Regions from separate parts of the Danio rerio genome. Here region 1 is linked to region 2. Evidence: chromatin contacts called from public Micro-C data. All regions are on one chromosome and are shown on one strand. Each heading gives the region's core, a stretch centred on a gene start, on an enhancer-like site or on the middle of the called end of the contact. The rest is flanking DNA. Distances are from core to core; before and after follow the strand shown. Region 1 has its middle 78 kb from the start of dpysl2a. Region 2 holds the start of tmem230b (transmembrane protein 230b).

The links. A called contact is a pair of places that touch in the nucleus more often than the background predicts.
Region 1: a contact with region 2 is called in a Micro-C map of caudal fin, with 4 times the contacts expected there. The contact joins the enhancer-like site here to the promoter of tmem230b in region 2. A contact is called at or near these places in 2 of 18 Hi-C or Micro-C datasets (caudal fin and an unstated tissue).

What each region holds. Positions count from the first base shown.
Region 1 is chr8:6,633,485-6,637,430 of GRCz12tu, forward strand. No RefSeq gene overlaps it. Among named protein-coding and RNA genes, the nearest start is that of dpysl2a, 78 kb to the right of the region's middle. Within about 2 kb of position 1,722, at least 5 of the 62 cell types and tissues checked have an H3K27ac peak or open chromatin away from gene starts, as enhancers often do.
Region 2 is chr8:6,491,973-6,496,013 of GRCz12tu, forward strand. It overlaps tmem230b (transmembrane protein 230b), which reads right to left and starts at 1,419. Exons shown (of 4, transcript NM_001102640.1): 1 at 1,308-1,419.

The sequences.
Region 1 (3,946 bases), core at 472-2,971, 140 kb after region 2:
AGATAGATAGATAGATAGATAGATAGATAGATAGATAGATAGATAGATAGATAGATAGATAGATAGATAGATAGATAGATAGATAGATAGATAGATAGATAGATAGATAGATAGATAGATAGATAGATAGATAGATAGATAGATAGATAGATAGATAGATAGATAGATAGATAGATAGATAGATAGATAGATAGATAGATAGATAGATAGATAGATAGATAGATAGATAGATAGATAGATAGATAGATAGATAGATAGATAGATAGATAGATAGATAGATAGATAGATAGATAGATAGATAGATAGATAGATAGATAGATAGATAGATAGATAGATAGATAGATAGATAGATAGATAGATAGATAGATAGATAGATAGATAGATAGATAGATAGATAGATAGATAGATAGATAGATAGATAGATAGATAGATAGATAGATAGATAGATAGATAGATAGATAGATAGATAGATAGATAGATAGATAGATAGATAGATAGATAGATAGATAGATAGATAGATAGATAGATAGATAGATAGATAGATAGATAGATAGATAGATAGATAGATAGATAGATAGATAGATAGATAGATAGATAGATAGATAGATAGATAGATAGATAGATAGATAGATAGATAGATAGATAGATAGATAGATAGATAGATAGATAGATAGATAGATAGATAGATAGATAGATAGATAGATAGATAGATAGATAGATAGATAGATAGATAGATAGATAGATAGATAGATAGATAGATAGATAGATAGATAGATAGATAGATAGATAGATAGATAGATAGATAGATAGATAGATAGATAGATAGATAGATAGATAGATAGATAGATAGATAGATAGATAGATAGATAGATAGATAGATAGATAGATAGATAGATAGATAGATAGATAGATAGATAGATAGATAGATAGATAGATAGATAGATAGATAGATAGATAGATAGATAGATAGATAGATAGATAGATAGATAGATAGATAGATTAGATTCACCTATGCCAGGTGCCGTGTGTAGTCCACATATAGGGCGGATTGGTACTAGATTGAATATTTTCCCACCTTTTTGCTGGGCGTACCAATATAATGAACCAATATAGTGCCAGGTAAATGTATTTTTAAATCAATTTATTTTTAATAACAATAAGTATTATTTTTATTTAATACAAACTTTTACACTATTTAATTTAAAGAATCAAATCCCCTGTAATTCTCACCCTGCTAACAACAATACTCTTGTAATTTTATAATGTTATTGCTGAATGTTCACTTTTAAAATTGTTGATGTTGTCATAAAGTTGTTGCAAGACCTAAAATAACATTTTAGCATAGTAAAAAACACTGAAAAAACAAAGTCTCACAAAAATTTAAAGACAATTATTTCCTAAATGGGAAAAATATGTAGACATGCAGTAATAAATATGCTTTTTTATCATCATCATGTTATATGGACAAATCACTCATAGCATTTCATAAAGGGCACGAAAATATAAGCTCATGGACATGCTAAACTTCATCATGATCCTGAAGTGAACGAGATGCACTGCTTTTTTGCTGTCCAACACCTCCTCCTGCTGTTCTACTGTGGACATAACATTCAAAGGTTGAACACTTTGGTTGTTGTATTTCTTCAGGATATACTGTATGGGCCTACTCAGTGTATAATATTCGCTTTCTGTACGTTATATTTACAGATGATAGAGTGCGGTATGTACAACAACGCATTAGCATTAGCTGACAACGCCCAAACTCTTCTCCACAAAGCTGTTGTGAAGATACAGCACTAAAGTTCTCCACTTAATAAGGGATAAGAGTAAAGCAAGTTTCAGAACTAGGAGAAAAGCGTTAGGAAAACGTTATAATATCACAACGCAGGGAGGAAAAACAGAGATACTAACCGCAAATTGATCTCCATTTTCCGCGAGAGCTTTGCATCCTCTTGCTTGCTTTGTAGCACCATGCTTGTTTTGAGTGCGGTGGGAGCGACTAGAGCAATCAACCAATCAGAGAGTGAGCTCACTCAGTGACACGCCTATCGTGTGATACAAGAGATTTAATTTCATTCAAGCCAAATTCGCCAATAATGTCACGTAAAGCATAAATATAGGCTGTTTTGCACATATAATTGGTAATTCGTGGATTTGTAGCAATTAATAAATGAATAATTTAAACCATTTAATAGACTATTTGTATTATTAACATGGGGAATAGGGTATATGCCGAGCAAGTGTTGTTCTAATACTGATAAACTTCCGGTGACTGGTTATTGTGAGTTTTTTTCTCTTATACGATTCCTTTTACAGCATCGATGTTGTAATGTAATTCAAACACAATCAATTAAACAGACTTTGGCATTCATTTAGTTGCTCAAGACAAAAAGCTGTTTGCTCGCAAGCGCCCGTCAGATATGGCAGTCAGGCGCAGAAGCTCCATTGTATATACTGGGGTAAAATAATGCTCATATTTTAAAGACATGGTGCAGAAAATGTAATTTAATGCAGTGCTTCTTGTACAATCTGGGACCCACTTTATATATCACTCAGCCAGTGGAGATCGCTGATTTTTAAAGAAAACAGACCTTAAACGCACCGATTTTGCATTGGCATATAGTTCACCGGAAGCGGTTAACCCAGATTACTGGCAAATTAAAAGTCCTATTAGCATACTGCATAAACCCTATTGTTCGGTAAAGTCTAGATCGGATATGCGGCCGGCCGGAAGTGCGATATGCACATTAATAAAGCAGCATTTTGTTATGACACTGTATAACAATAATTCATATTTTTACAGTACTGTGAGGGTTGGATTTAGGGTTGGGGGTAGGCGTTAAAAAATACATTTTATTGGGTAATTTAATAGATAACATAACTAATACTCAGTACAACAACTGTTTTTACATTACTGTGACGGTTGGGTTTAGGGTTGGGGTGGGGGTAGACGTTGATAAAATACAACAAATGAAAAATTTGATAAATAATAGAAATAATTTGCGTTAACTTCCGGCCGCAAACGTATCCGCTCTAGCAACAACCCTATTGTTCCTATGTTTATTTAATTTTTTAAAATTGTTTACACACAGTTACTTGTATTTCAGACACAATGACTACAACATGTAACTGATGCACCAACCCCCTGAACCAATTATGCTAAACTACAAGTACAATTCCTGCTTTACACTCAAATTGCAGGTTTAAAACACACTTTTTTTTTCAAAGCACTACACACAATTGTCTGTATTTGGCACAATTTTCATGCAGAAAAACTCTTGTTTTTACAAGGAACGCACTGTCATTCACAATTGTAAAGTTAGTTGCCCTACTTAGCATACTAACTCATCACATGGGTAAACACCTGTTACACATAATTGCTATTCAGAAATCAGAGCTCATCTGGTTCATAACTGGTTCACTGCCCACCCACGTTTTTTAGTTGTTTTTCTCCCTCCATATTCTCCATTCCTCAATCCTATTGAGGATTTTTTTTTCTGCCTGGGGATGGAAAGTCTATGACTAAAATCCACACTTTTTTTTTTACTGTAACTGTATTGTGTAAATACTTCTGTTGATGGCATATGTAGACCACGTTATGTGCATCTTTGTGTTGGTTGGGATGAACACTGTGTACACTGTTTTTGTGAGAAAAATATAGTAAACTATATTTGGTACCATGTATTTGTGTGTTTTGTATGAAAACAATATTCTGAAATATTTTACAATGCAATTATGTAGGCCCATGTACTGTCTGTAGTAAGTGTAACACTGAACAAAAAAAGGGCTAAGTACAGTAAGTCATTATGATGAATGGAGAAGAAGTGATCATAGTGTTTTACAGCTGCAACTGTCTGTCTGTCTTTTTGGGGAGGCCAGTGAGGACTCCATTACAGTAATCCACCCTGCTGCTGATAAAAGCATGAACAAGTTTCTCTAAGTCCTC
Region 2 (4,041 bases), core at 169-2,668:
CTTACCAGCATAAGCTGTTTTTTTTAAGCAGGGGTTGGTTTTATATTCGCACATTTGTTTATTTTTGAACAGTGACAGCTTGTGACACAGTCTCTAAATTGTTGACCAAGCTACTTTGAATATTGATTACAGACTCTTTTTTTAACCAAGTTGTTTTCAAGCCTAGCTCTATTACCTATTGTAAAAAATGTTAGATTTCCTAAATGAGAAAGAATTTGGTCATTAACTCACAAATCTTTTGTTACAAATAACAGTTAATCAGTTAATTAAAAAAGAATACTGATATAAATGGCTCCTGTTCTTTGCATTTGGAAACTGCACCCCACATTTTTTGGCAATGTGGTTATGTTAAAAAGCTTTAGTTTGATGCTTCTGTCTTTATAAAAAAATACATTGCTTCATTTTAATTTGCATTTTGAAAACATCATTTTTGGATATTTTAATTACAAAGTTTTTAAGACCATTATGAATCAAATTTTAGATTTATAAAGGGCTAAACACTAATGGACCGGTTATAATTTTTTGTTTTTTAATTTTCTTTGCGACATATTCTAATGTGTCAAAACAAGAAAACTGTAGTTGTAAACACCTTTTTTCAACATAATATTTCTTTTATTTTAAATAATAAGTTTATTTACTAGGGAGACAATGACATGAATAATCAAAAATATACATTTGTTCGCTTTAGGTCTAAATTAATGTAAAGTGATATGTAAAGTGATATGTTGCTCTGTTATTATCATTAGGAACTGCGTAAATGTTTTCAGTTTTCTTTCCCTGATTAGGGAATTTATGCTGCTGTAAAAATGTTGAACAGCTATTGTATATTGTATACGCATAGTGCAGTGTTAACGTTCAAGCTATTTATTATGTTTAAAATGGCTGACAATAATAAATATTCCTAATAATAGAAATTAATCTGCCTCATTTTTGCACAGTGCAGAGCTTTGGCTGCTTAATTAGGCATACTACGCTACTGCATTTCAATATATTATGGTGGTACTTGGAGAGACATTTTTTTCTGAGGTGGTACTTAGTGAAAAAAGTTTGAGAATCACTGCACTATTTAATTGACTGTAAACAATGTTGTACTTTTGTAGCCATTGGCTAATAATATGATATCCATGTGTAGAATTAGCAATGAATAATTTTCTGAAGGTATATTTTGAATGAAAGTTATATAAAGGTTGAATGTGCAAATATGAAACCAACTTTAACGTTCCCCAATAATGTCAAAGCAGAAACACACGTCAAATGTAGCCTACTTATCAATATAGCACGTCTACCTAATTATTTTGATAAATTACCTTGAACCTGATATTGCAGAAGAGTCTGTTGACGTTTTATCTTGAAGCTCGAGACAAAATATTAAGTCATTTTAGCTAGAATTGAGTAAAGTCGTCCTTAGGTCAGTTTGTGTAGGTCCAGCATGAGATTATAAACAAAACACTTCCGGATGTGAACACCACGCATGCGCCCTCTGCGTTCTCTGGTTTATCTCAAACCTCATTTGCGCTTTCAATGCGCTCACGATAAAACCACACGAGGGAGCTCTGTCACAGAATAAAAGTGTTTATTGATCGATTAAAGGCTGTCTTCGGTGAGTAAGCTTTATTATATATAAACAGCGGACTCTAATAAAGGATTTGAGAGAATATATGGTGACACTAACAACGGTAAGTGGTATAATATCGTGTGATAATCTACATCAGGGGTCACCAACATGGCTCAAAATAGCTCACCATAACACCACATAAGAGTAAGCTGCATCTAATATTTTTATATGTATTCTTTTTAAATCACACTTGCATTGATGTGAATTTGAAAATTACTTTAAGTTATATATATACTTTAAAAACAATTACAGACAAATGAAGTGTTGCATATTGATATTTATCTAACTTGTTAAATCATTGTTGACAACTACTGTGAGAAATCATTAACATGATTAATGTCTTCACAAAGATGAATATTATTAATTATTAAAAATAACATATAATTAAAAGTAAATTAAGAAAAATGTGTTATTTAATAACTGGTAGCCCTTCACACTAATCGGTACCCAAGAAGTAGCTCTCAGTTTCCAAAAGGTTGGTGACCCCTGATCTACATCATCTACTAAAAACAAAAGAAAAGATGAGGAGTAAAATAAATAAATAAATAGTCTTAGTTTATTATTTCCCCTACTTACATATGTATTTCTGTGCGGCTGTGTTTTATCTAAATATTTTATTATTGACATTGAATTACTTATTTAGTAACTGGGCTACTTTTCAGACAGTAATAAAAATATACAATTTAAATACAATTAAAGTTATGTAATTTGTAATTACAAAATTTTTGAAGTAACTTACGTTCACAACCCAAAAATATATAAATAAACAATTACTGTTACTAATAATAACACATTTTTAATTCAGTCTTGCTGTTTTGTTTAGTGGGGCGAAGCAGTGGCGCAGTAGGTAGTGCTGTCATCTCACAGCAAGAAGGTCGCTGGTTCAAGCCTCGGCTCAGTTGGCGTTTCTGTGTGGAGTTTGCATGTTGCCCTGCTTTCGCGTGGGTTTCCTCCGGGTGCTCCGGTTTCCCCCACAGTCCAAAAACATATGGTACAGGTGAATTGGGTTGGCTAAATTGTCCATAGTGTATGAGTGTTTGTGTGAATGTGTGTGTGGATGTTTCCCAGAGATGGGTTGTGGCTGGAAGGGCATCTGCTGCGTAAAAACTTGCTGGATAAGTTTTTCTTAGACCCTGGATTAATAAAGGGACTAAGCCGACAAGAAAATGAATGAATGAATGTTTAGTGTGACGGAGGCCAGCTAGTAAGTGCTGTGCTGCTAAACCTCAATCCTGTGACCTCTAAAGGTGTTTTAGCCTCCTTGGTAGAGCAACTGACTCCCATGCGGAAACTCGCCGGTTCGATACCAGCTTGGAGTGGGTTGGGTGGTGTAAGACTGGTGGGGTTAAATTGGTGCCGTGACCCGGATGGGAGGGAGGTTTAAGGGGGTGAGTGTAAGGGAGGCCAGGTGGAAAGTGCTGTGCAGGTAAACCTCACTCCTCTGACCTCTAAAGGTGCTCTACCGACAGACGCTAGAGGCCATGGTCTTTAGCCTCCCTGGTAGAGCAACCGACTCCCATGCGGACAGTCGCCGGCTCGGAGCGGGTTGGGGGACGTAGGACCGGCGGGGTTACACTAGCATAAAAATGTAGTGTGAATTTGGGTAATCTGGGACACCTAAGCTTCTGTGTGTTTATTTCTGTTCTAACAAAATTCAGGCAACAGGACTTATTATAAATTTAGCATGGACTTCATGTGAGTGAAATCACATGACTTCATTGGGGGGTTCCATAGAGGGGGGGCAGGGCACTTGTCAATCAGAAAGCTCTCATCAAAATTGGATGACAAAGTCAGTGACAGGATTCTGACAAGATTAATGTTAAGGACATGAACCTGTCATAAATAAGACAATCTTCACAACTGTTGTCAACTTATGTTTGTGATCTATTCAAGTAACAAAATTTGTATTAAAGTGTTGAAAATGATTTTTAGAATTTTATTATATAGCATTCACAAGTTTAGTTAATTTTGACTGACATAAGCAAATGACAATGTTATGACAGCAGAGAGTTGTATGAAAGCAGTTGATGCATGTCTAAAAGCATCTGCAATATGTTGGAAGGAATGAGAAACTGCTACTATGATGTGCACAAATGACTAATTGTTTAGAGAAATGCATTAACTGTTGTGCAGATGTAAATAGTGTTGTGAGAAATACACCAAAGCGACTGAGAAAAACTATAATATAATACCATAAATATCATAATACTAACCAATATAAAATACTTATGTTTCCTTAATTTCTAATCTATTTTCCCTTAAAAATGTATAATCAGACACTAAACTTTAAAATGTCTCCCTCTCTAATTCTATATAACAAATAGAAATGTGCATGGCTCAAATGTAAAGAATTAAAGATTAAAATGTAAAAAAATTATGTAAAATAAAATTAATAATTAATTAATTATAAAATGACTAAGCCGACA